2 separate regions of the Mus musculus genome follow, and region 1 is linked to region 2. Evidence: chromatin contacts called from public promoter capture Hi-C data. All regions are on one chromosome and are shown on one strand. Each heading gives the region's core, a stretch centred on a gene start, on an enhancer-like site or on the middle of the called end of the contact. The rest is flanking DNA. Distances are from core to core; before and after follow the strand shown.

The links. Promoter capture Hi-C pulls out the DNA fragments that hold promoters and counts their contacts.
Region 1: a promoter capture Hi-C map of hippocampal neurons shows a contact between it and region 2, with 2.8 times the contacts expected there. The contact joins the promoter of Bicd1 here to the promoter of Klhl42 in region 2. A contact is called at or near these places in 1 of 39 promoter capture datasets (hippocampal neurons) and 1 of 115 datasets of contacts at active chromatin or transcription factors (astrocytes).

The regions. Positions count from the first base shown.
Region 1 is chr6:149,406,037-149,412,047 of GRCm38.p6, reverse strand. It overlaps Bicd1 (BICD cargo adaptor 1), which reads right to left and starts at 3,064. Exons shown (of 9, transcript NM_009753.4): 1 at 2,407-3,064. The coding sequence starts at 2,619. It also overlaps the pseudogene Gm15783.
Region 2 is chr6:147,086,672-147,092,392 of GRCm38.p6, reverse strand. It overlaps Klhl42 (kelch-like 42), which reads right to left and starts at 1,318. Exons shown (of 3, transcript NM_001081237.1): 1 at 26-1,318. The coding sequence starts at 861. Mansc4 (MANSC domain containing 4) reads left to right here and starts at 5,361. Exons shown (of 3, transcript NM_001034903.3): 1 at 5,361-5,645. The coding sequence starts at 5,429.

The sequences.
Region 1 (6,011 bases), core at 1,815-4,314, 2.3 Mb before region 2:
TAAAGGCATGCACCACCACTGCCCAGCTTTGAGTTATCTTTATGCTAAATGTAAGTCAAAATATGTGTAATAGCAAGTGTCATTTGATAAAAAGAAAAACTCCTTATATTTTTTCTTGCTATATAGAACAAAATTTCTTAAATCTTTTATTTTAAAAAATATAATTGGCATTTGTATTATTTTGTTAAGAACTTTCATCATTCTTATAAAACATTTCCCCCTTTTCCCTTGACTGACAATGAGACTAAAACAGTGGTCACTTTCTACACTCTTCAATTTTCTCAGTCTTTCTCTAACACTAAGCAATATTGACTTCTGAACACTTGATAAAGGTGTAAATTCTTCTAATATAAATTTATTTTATAAAATATTTATTTTTATTTTTATTATGTGCTAAGCTCTGTGTTAAGACTTTGTATTATTTTAAAATAAGCCAGGCACAGGAAACAAACATTTCATTATCTCATTCATATAAGGAATCAGAGATGTAAGTGATAGTTACTAGAAGTGTTGATTGCTTGAAAGAAGAGATATTGATGAAAAGGTCATTATTACAGTTAGATAAGAAGAATAAGTTTAAGAAATTCACTGTGCACCATGATGATTATAATGCCAATATATTTACTCTTTAAAAATACAGAATGAATGTTGAGTTATCACAAAAAAGATAATTATATGAAGCAATATAATGCCCAAAAAGGCATAACATATGTACACTGCAAAACATAATTCTGCACATAATAAATACATACAATTTTATCTATCAACTTTAAATAAATAAAAGGCAAACTCATTATTTTAAGTATTGTTTACTAAAGACAAAAGGCAACTGTATTAAGGTTTAGTGTGTTAAGTACAACAACACATAAATATCCCTGAAAGTGTTGTTTAGCTCAAGAAGAAAGGTCTATTAACAATCATATTTTATATCATCAAATAAGTCCACCTCTTTTATCAAGAAAGTGATGACATAACATTGGTTTGCATTTCTCCACCTTGGCAAAGCACAGTCAATAAATAAAGACATCATGGAAACATCTCTGAGAATTACAATAATCATCTATTTCCTTACTTCCTAAGATTTAGCATCTAAAACATGTCAGTCTAAGACATAATCTAAGACATATTTAGAAAATATAAGTACAGATACCATTAAATCCAGATATGAATATAGCAAGAAAAGCATGAACTAGAATTTATAGCCCGGTATATAAAAATTATATCTCTATCTATTGTTTTCAACTATATCTATTTACATATTTTGGTATTTAAGCATCTAAATAAAATAGCATAATTAAAGGTTTAAATATGTATTATTTATAAGTTAGGTGAGTTGATTAGAATGTCATACTCATGTTTTTTTAACTGTGACAATACAAAACTGGGCCTCCCCTTTCCCTAAAATAAGCTTAGATTATAAGAAAAGTATTTCTATTTATGTATGATATGCCTAACATTTAAAATGTTAGTATGCACCTAAAAATAAAGACTTGTCACACAGAAAATCTGTGTTTATGTATACTAACATTTATACACGACTGCTTGCTATTTCCAGTGTCTTAAATAGTATGTATAATCCTTATGAATATTTGGTTGGACATTTCAGTACATTACCCTTAGAAGAAGGAAATATAAAAATAGGGGGGGAAATGTTATTCACAGAACATTGGTGATATTCTGATTTTATAAATACAGTAATTTCAACCTGAAGGGCCATATTTGATAGGCAAGGCATAGATATCCATATATTTTACATTTCTTTCTCATGTCTCACCATATGGAGATGATTTTGATTTTCCTCAGTCTCAGGGTGCCTTCTATAAGACATAAGCATAGCCCAGCCTTGCACAGAGGTGAAATTAAGGGCAGCAAAACCACCCAGCAAAGTTGTTTTGCTCCTACAGCCCCATGACAAGGACTAAAGCCAACGTCAAACGGGACTGGTGAGTCCTAATAACTAGTTCCTATTTCACCAAGGAGCAATTACTCAGCAGACGACTGAAGTACCAAATTCTACCATCCTGAAATTGTAGGTCCTCAGGCACAAACCTCATCAATTGGATGGATTATGGTCATTGATATCTGGGTTTGAAATAACAGCAGTTTGAGAAGTTTGATTTATGCATTTCAACCCAATTCAATGTTACCTGCCAGCACGGATGCCTGAAGACTTCTTGTGACTCTCCCTCCCCCACATAATAAAGAGCTTCCCATTCCAGCTTATGCATTCATTTCTTGGGTAATTTTTCTATTGGTGAAAACAATGGACTCTTTCAATATTCTCTTATCAACAAAGGGCTCTAAGATGAAGTCCTTCTGGCCATATCCCTTCTGACTTCTTTACAGTGATGACTGGCACTGAGAAATGCCAAACCTGGAGAGGGAAATAGGAGACGGGTTGCTCACCTCTCTGAGCTGCTCCAGCTCTTGTTTGAGGCCGTCATACTCGGCCTCCAGCTCGTCATACTGTTGCTTGAGAGTCAGTTTCTCCTCCAGCACCACCAGCCCATACTCTGCAGCCTGGATCTTCTCATGGGTCGTTTCTGTGAGCTCCTTGGTCAGTCTCTCTATTTCAGTCTTATATTGGTCTACCGTCTTCAGCGCCTCCTCTGCGGCCATAGCGGGGTGGCGGAGATAGACGCAAAGCAGAAGGGAAAAGGAGAAGCAAATAGGAATGAAAATAAAAATGGAAAAGAAAAGTGCCTGATGAATAATAGGTAGAGCGCCCTGAGGCCCGGCCGGCAGCTGCGGCTACACGGCCGGAAGCACTGAGGAGGAATACATGGAATATGGGAGGAATATACCCTGCAGCATGGAGACTGCAAGGTGATGACCGCAGCCGGGATCCTCCGGGCCACGCGCCGGGGCAGTCAGCAGCCAAGCTGCATGGCCAAGGGGCAACTCGCGCAGCAAGAGACTCCGGTTCTGCGGCCTCAGAGGCGCGTGGCCGCCATGTCTCAGGCCGCGTCACTGCGGTCCACCGCCCAATGCTCCGTGGGAGGCTGAGCTCCACCTGCTTGCTGGGCCCTGCGGCAGCCAGTGCACACAGATGCGGACTCCAACTGGTCCTCTTCCTCTCAGCCACTCAGAATGCAGGGAGGTAGGGAAGGGGAGGAGCAAATCCAAAACCCCACCGAGCCTCGCAGCGCAGCACAGCCGACTGCTGAAGAGGGATGAGGGCAGAGGGACCCAGAACTAGCTGAGGAATGATGGGAGACTACGGAGGGCTGAGGAGGGGGAACCGCGCTGAGGCGGAATGAAGGCTGAGGAAAATGGGTGTCTTAAAGAGAAGTGGAGGCTAAGGAGGCTGGGGGATGGAAGAGGACTGCATCTGAGAAGAGATGCTAGACTGAGGAAGCCAGGGCAGCTGAAGAAAGGGCAAGGGTGTTGGAAAGGGTGATTGGTGTCTGAAAGATCAGAACACTAAGAAGGCCTCCAACGGGCTAAGTTTTCTGAGGTGGGAATTCGAAGCCTACTGGAGTGCAGTGAGCCCACAGAAAACAAACAGAGCTAGTGCTTTCAAGAATGCTGCTTTTCCAAAGCTTGATAGATGTACCTTGGGAGTCCTTCCTCCTTTCTCAGACTCTGTCTAATTTGGTCTAGTCCACCTAACACTCTACCAGAGAACTTTGCTGTCCCCCAACCTAAGCCTCTGTGCACTTAGTTCATCATACTACCTTACTGCATAACGTAATTACTGGAGAGATGTGAACAAATATCTATTCACCCCAGTAAGGCTACCACCACAGTCCAACTTGATGAACCAACGGGTTTTATTGAAATAATATTTAAAGGAATATAAGTGAGGGGTTATTTACAGAAACAGAAATGACTCAAAAATATCTACATCACCAAAAGCCCACCCCAGGGGTGACAGATCATAGACACTGGAAAACCTGAACCATACTACACAACTTGAAAGCAGCTCAGTAGGTTGGAGACTGTCTGTTTCACATAGCTCTGGTGATTTGTGTCTCTCCTAGGTAGCTAAGCATGTCTGTCCCAACTCTCGGCCTGCTTTCCTGATTATATATCCTTGGGGAAGGAGTGAATCTCATTAGTTTCATGAATTTACGGAAGCCTTTGAGTTGTTTACTTCCTGGGTTTAAGAGCTTCCTAGAAGGATGGAATGTTTTACTTCTCTTTAGAACATCCTGTATATTGAAATTCTGTTAAGATGAACTGTTCTATCTGGGAGGAAATTGTTGTATAACATCTGCAGGTGCTCAGTAAGTCTCTAGGCCAGTGGTTCTCAACCTGTGGGTAGAAACCCCTTCAGGGCTTGAACAATCCTTTCACAAAGGTCTCATATCAGACATTTACATTACAAGTCATAACAGTAGAAAAAATGCAGTTATCAAGTAGCAACAAAAATAATTTAATGGTTGGGGGTCACCACAATGTGAGGTACTGAATTAAAGGGTCACAGCATTAGGAAGGTTGAAATATCGGGCACTGTATTTCTTCCAGATAGTTCTATATAGGCCTTACTACATGGATTCTTCAGTAAAGGAAATGAGTCTGCAATTTCTCTTAGAAGGTATTTATGATATTCTACTAAGCAAAAAAAAAAAAAATGCACCCTTTAAATAAGAGCAAAGTTCTTGAGATAGTGAGTCATGCATTCTTCAAAGCATGTTAGATACATCATGACAACCCTGATATAGAAACCACTATCTCCCACTTATAGGTGTTGAAAAAGGATTGCATCTCCAAAATCAGTGGCTAACAGTTTCTCTGTGATTGCTGGGTTATTTCTTTTCTTTTTTTTTTTTTTTTTTTATTTATATGTAAGTACACTGTAGCTATCCTCAGATACTCCAGAAGAGGCCATCAGATTTCATTACGGATGGTTGTGAGCCACCATGTGGTTGCTGGGATTTGAACTCAGGACCTTCAGAAGAGCAGTCGGCGCTCTTTAACCACTGAGCCATCCCGCCAGCCCCTGCTGGGTTATTTCTTAGCCATAGACACATCCTTGGCACTTCCCTACTAGAAAGGTACTATATTCTCCAAGGACTCAATGTAACTTTTTGTTTTATTTTTCTTTTTTATCGACATATAATAATTGTACATGTTTATGGGGTACAGTATGATAAAGTTATACATAAGAAATTGCAATTCTCTATCTTGTTTATTTTGTCTGTAAATCTCATCAAAAATTGTTTTTCTTCTCTTTCTGTCTGCAGGAACACATTCTATGAAAAAAATATTCTTTATAGAATCAGTCATTTCCCATCACCCTGTCTTGTCTTCATATGCAACAAAGTACATAACTGTTCCCTAGAGAGGGGTGGAAGCAGTCCTGTATGGTTCAGGGAAGAGACCGAAAATGGGTAGACCTCAGTCCTGAGTCTCCAAGTCAGTTATCACCATCCTCTTTTGACTCTTCTTTAGACTCGGGTGCACTCTGTGGTAGGTCACAATTCATCTGCCAGAATCCTCCTGACTGTACATCCTATATGTATTTGATGGTCACTTTGAATAAGTCACCTCCTAACCAAAAGGCATTAGGAGGATTTGGGCCTATTTTGCAGTCCGCATCACCCTACTTGCATACTTTTTAGTTGGATAGCAGGCTCACCATATCCCCCTTGAGAGCAATGGACATGCTCAGCTATGGTATCATGGAAGGGAAAACTGTTCCAGCGACTCAGATCCAGGCTCACAGTAAATAGTGCTTTGTTCCTGTCTCAGGCAAAGTCTCTTTCCATGTGCTTTTTGAACCACTCCTTCATCTATTCTACTCCTCAAATTCTTCCTGACTGGGTGGCACTTGTCAAAAGAATTTCAACATAATCTCATAATCATCACTGTGATTTTGTCAAAGAGCATCTAGCTGTGTTTCCACACATTTTGGATGCCCTTAAGACTGCTGTTCTGGCCACAAAGCAGATTTAAAAAACAAAAACAAAACAAGACAAAACAAAAAAAAAAAGTTCTTTTTTTTTCTCCTTTTTGTTTTGTTTTTCTGTTTTTTTGTTTGTTTGTTTGTTTTTTAAGACAAGTTT
Region 2 (5,721 bases), core at 69-2,568:
GTGCAGACACCCCCTTTGCACTTACCGCTTCTGGTTCATGGAGGCCACCTGCAGCCACTCGTTGGTGATGGGATTGTAGGAGTGTGCGGCAGAGATCTCCTGGCTGGTGATCCTGTAACCACCCACGATGAAGAGGTAGTTGTCCAAAATGGCTGAGCCGTAGCCCCTGACGTTCACCAGGTCGGGGGGCAGGTTGTTGGCCAGGGGGAACCAGCGCTCCGTGGTCTCCTCGTACCTAAGCATGGACGGGGGTTCCCCCTGATACGGGTGCGGGGCAAGGGGTCCCCCGAGGAAGTCCCCCAGGGCCACCAGGACCGGGGTCCCGCGCATGCGGGCCTCCCTCAGCCTCTGCTTCAGGCTGCAGTCCCCGGGGGCCTGCGGCGGCGACAACAGTAGCGGGAATTGCGGCTGACACAGCACCTGGTGGAAGCGCAGCACCATGAAGCGCAGGCAGGCGTCCTGCAGGTCGGGCAGTCCGTACACCTGCGCCAGGCGGTACAGCTCCAGGCAGTTGCCCAGACGCACGTGCGACAGCAGCAAGCGCAGAAGCGCCGTGACCTGCAGAAAGGACGCGGCCTCCACCATCTCGGACAGCACACTAGCCTCGGCCAGCTCGTCCTCGCTCAGGCCCCAGCCCTCGCGCGCGCCGCCCGCGTTGATGAAGTCCAGCACCAGCCGCAGGCCCGGAGCGCTCAGGCCGCGCAGCTGCTGCACCTCCGGGCCCACCTCGGGCCGCACGGCCTCGCGCATGCCGGAGCGGTAGAGCGCGCGGAAGTAGTCGCTCTGTTCGATCAGCTTGCTCTTGCTCACCGGGTAGCAGCGGTCTTCCAGGCGGATCTGCACCATCTCCTCGGCCGACATGGCTGGGCCGCTGCGCCCCGCCGCTCGGCCGCTCAGGCTCCTCCCCCGGGCGCACAGCCTCCGCCGAGCCCGGCCTGCGCTCTCGCTTCCTTCCTTCCGCCGCCGCGGGCCGCGGGCCCCGGGCTCAGCCCCGCCGGTGCGTCACACGCCCTCCGAGTAAACGGCCTCTCTGATCTTTAATCCATGTGTCTATGTGGGTTCCTCCGCTACAATGCAGGTGCCAGGAAGCCAAAGGCGGCAGATCACCCTGCAGCCTGAGGTAAGGGCGGTTGTGAGCTGCCCTACGCGGAAACGGAGCTCCTGTCCTCCGCAGCAGGAGTGTGCACTCTTAACCACTGTGCATTTCTCCAGCACGGTGTTGTTAGGAAACAAACAAACGCGTCGGTTCGCGGTGCTCGCCCCCTACGCACAAGTCACCGTACTTGATCTTCTGGTGTTTCCCGCAGCCCCACAGTCCCTGTGTGAGTTTTCCTGGGCCAGTCAGTACTGCGAGGTTTTAGATCCGCGGGGTGGTTCCAGAGTGGACTAACGGATTACTAGGGCTAAGCAATTTATTAGAAGAGTTATTAACTCCATGGACAAGACAGACAGATAGGAAGGCAGGCAGTGGCATGGTTCAAACCCCAGCACCAAGACAGCAGAGTCTCTGAGCAGCAAAAAGGGCAGGTGGGTGGAGAGGATGCGGAGATGGGGATGCGGAGATGAAGATGCGTCAGAGCTGTCCCCTCTGGGTAGCACTTGCCCGCTCTCATCCCTATCTACCCCACCACCACCATCCCATCATAGCTGTTAGGAAAGAACATTTTCCTATGTTCCCTGGCGGGACGCTTGGTTAGAAGGCTGGATCCCAAAGGCTGTAATGAAGCGATAGTGTCTGCCCTGGTACCCATGGTGCCCTGCCTTGCATTCCCCAGCATTACTGTGTCCGTCGGCTGCTTCACAGAGAGAGGGCTGTCGGCCATTATATTCTGCAGAATACACACAAAGGTAAGGAACTATGAAGTACAGAAAACATTCTAGCAGGATCCGGCCTTCCCATGGGAAAGAGACACAACACATGGACCTGAGGCTTGCTATGCCTTACTTTCTTGGATACTCTGAGAAACTTGGAACACAGCCCCGTGATTGACAGGCCTGCAATCATTCCTGGCAGGCTTCCGTTCCCCATCTGTCACTCTCAGTGTTTGGGGTATGAGGAGGGTTTCAGGTGAGGGGCCAAGGATTTAGTAGATTCTACAGCAAGGCAAAATGCCACAGCTACCATTAGACATCAGGCTGGGGGCTTCTGGGAGGGCTGACTTAAAAAAGGCTGGACCTGGATCTGTCTGCGCCTCCATCAGCAAGGCAGGATTCAGTGAGTCACCAGAAGAACAGGCTCTTAGTCTCTGGCTCTTTAGAATCTTTACCAATGGAAGCTTTTGTTTCCAGACCAACTGGTATTCTCTTGCCTTTTAAAACAAACCAGAAAGCCAACCTTTGAGAATGATTCTCATTAGAGAGGCAATTCAACCCTGGTCACATTACCACAGTGAGGTCAGCTGGACTGCAATCTGAAGTGGTACCTGACAATACTGGGCACCGCTCCTGCAAGATTTTAACCCCTGGCCATACGATGGGGCATCTTAAAAGATCCAATAACTTCAGTAAACCACACAGTGTTCTAAAAAGCTGGGCATAAAGACAAATACATATAAACTTCTTTGTTACAAAGTATTTAAGCTATAGTAGTATCAAGGCTTCATGAACACGTTGTTTAATGTCATCATTGAGTGGATGAAGCTGTCATTGATCATTAAACACTGACAATTGGTGCTCAGGGTCACAGCCCTAAGGGGCTCACTGCTGTTGCTTTGCTAAATGGATATGCTATCAAGTTACCTTCTGAATACTTACGTTCATAGCCACAGATCAGTGCTGCTCTCCATCCGCCTTGGCCCAAGAAGTCTCTGTCTGTAGTGGGCAGACAGCTCATCAAAGTGCTGAGAACAAGGGACTGGGTGTTCAGCCCTAACCGGACTTCTATAGCAACCTCTCCCCACAAGCTCAGGGAACTACTTGGAAGAAGGGGCTAAAAGAGCATAAAGGTGGGAGAGTGGGGAGGATTTGCTGTGGAATGTGTGTCTTTTGTACGGGAAGAGGAGATCACACTGGTGAGCTCTCAGAACTATGGTCTGCACTAGATAGCCAACAAGAAGAATGGTCAACATTCCAGCAAGGTTACCAAAAAAAGAAGAAGAAGAAGAAGAAGAAGAAGAAGAAGAAGAAGAAGAAGAAGAAGAAGAAGAGGAGGAGGAGGAGGAGGAGGAGGAGGAGGAGGAGGAGGAGGAGGAGGAGGAGGAGGAGGAGGAGGAGGAGGAGGAGGAGGAGGAGGAGGAGGAGGAAGAGGAGGAAGAAGAAGAGGAAGAGGAAGAGGAAGAGGAAGAAGAAGAAGAAGAAGAAGAAGAAGAAGAAGAAGAAGAAGAAGAAGAAGAAGAAGAAGAAGAAGAAGAAGAAGAAAGCAAGCCAGCCAGCCAACAGAGGGCCTGAAGCAGGAAGGGGATATTTACTGGAAGTGTTTGGGGGAGGAATTAATTGGTGGAGAGTATGCTCCAGATATATTATGTACATGTGTGAAATTGTCAAAGAGGAGATTAATTCAAAAATATTTTGTGCAAATTAACAAGCACATCCATATCATTAGCATACAAATTTTGTTTTAATACATGGTAAAATTCTATGCATTTCAAAGATTTGTTTAAAATAAAATTCTTTTTTTAAAAAAAATATTTATTTTGTACACAGTTTCTCTCTTCAGACGCACCAGAAGAGGGCGTCAGATTCCATTACAGATGGCTGTGAGCCACCATGTGGTTACTGTGAATTGAACTCAGGACCTCTAGAATCGTCAGTGCTCTTAACTCCTGAGCCATCTCTCCAGCCCCAAAATAAAATTATTTCTGGTTTACTATCAGTGAATGTTTGATTTGTGCATCTACTATACACCTGGGGTCAAGAAAACACTCTCTGGCAAAATAAGTCATGTGACAAACACCTTTAATTTCAGAATTTAGGAGGCAGAAGGAGTCAGATCTGAGTTTAAGGCCAGCCTGGTCCCCATAACAAGTCCCAGGCTAGCCAAGCCTGCACTGGGAGACAATGTCTCAAAAACATAGGTGTTGAAAGTGAGGAAAGTTGACTTGTCTCTCAAAGTCAGCGTTCCCAGATCAGTGGCAGAACATTTAGCCAGCACACACAAGGTCCTAGGTCTCCATGACAGCACCAAAACCAGAAAAGATCCTGTTAGAAATAACTAACAGACGGCTGGTGGTGCTCACACCTTTAGTCACAGCATCCAGGAGGCAGAGGCAGGCCTACCTGAGTTCAAGGTCAGCCAGGACTACATAGAGAAACCCTGTCTGGAGAAAAGGGGGGGGGGGCACGAGCAGGGCAGAGAGAGAGAGAGAGAGAGAGAGAGAGAGAGAGAGAGAGAGAGAGAGAGAATAAATAAGGTTATGTCCAGCTGGCTGGCTGGTGGGGTGGCTGGGCAGGTCAAAGTGCTTGCTGAGGACTCCTGATACTCTGAGTTTGAACTTCGGAACCATGTGGTAGCAGGAAAACCCAACTCTGGCAAGTTGTCTCTGCCCACCACATGGGCAAACACGAAGTGGCTGTGAGACATGCGCATTCGAATGGTGTTCAGCAGGGAGGCAGGTAGGTGGGGTCACAGAGTTACTGGGGATGGAGCCATATGCCTTTTCAAGGCTGTCATATTTCCCCTTCGTTATGAGCATGCTGAATTGGGGTCGAATTCTTAGTTTCTTTTAGGCTTACAAGAAAACTACTGGCCCTAAGAAGTAACCAGAATATATACAATTGCATTTATCGCAAAATTAAACATTTTAAATATATTTCTTTTTCTACTTTTTTCCTTTTAAGTTTTGTTTTTGTTTTCTTTGTTTGTTTGTTCTTCGAGACAGGGTTTCTCTGTATAGCCCTGGCTGCCCTGGAACTGACTTTGTAGACCACCACGTATGTCCGGCTCTTGTTTTTTTTTTTGTTTTGTTTTGTTTTGTTTTGTTTTGTTTTGTTTTGTTTAATAATAAAAAGTCAAACAAGTACACGAACTGGTTTTCTCTGGAGCCAGAACAACAAAACTTAGGGAGAAAAAAAAATACAGTCGTCACCAGCTCTTAAGCCTATAGTGAACACCTCACAAAACAATGTGTTGTTTCTGAAAACAGAGCCTCCCTTAATCTGAGGTCAAGAGACTAGGTAATTGTTTTCTCAGCAGCTAGGGTTTCTCCTGGCCTTTATGCCTGCCTAGGAAAAGGTGTCTGTGACTCTTTACTCCTAGAGAAAGAAGAATAGCTGACTAGCTGACGGGAGCATCCCCGCCTTCAAAAGAGCAAGGGTCAGAACACCAAAACTTTCTGGACAGGGTCCAGAGAGAAAGCAGCAAGGCCAGCACTCTCCCGGGGCCCAGCTGGAAAGGAACAAAAAAGGAGCCGAGATGCCTCGGCAGAAGGACGCCCCTTGCAGCCCTAGCAGCCCATGATCAGCTCCAGCTGCCTCCCTTCAGCACGGAGAGATGCGGGCTGTGGAGCTGCTACTGCTGCTGGGGCTGGCTAGCATGGTGCATGGGCTCTGCTCACCCACTGTGTTCTACAGAGATTGCTGGATCCGCCGCTTCCCGGGGATGCTCTTGGACCTGGAGGAGTCTCAGAGGCTGGGCGCCCAGTTCCTCAAGTACTACTCGGAGAACACCGGGCAGAAGTGCGGCCGCAGCTGCTGCCTCCGGAAGGATGGTGAGAGCGAGAGGGGGCTGGCAGAGCCCACTTGGGTAGTTTCACAGCACAAGGCCAAGGCTAGGGGGTAGAACCA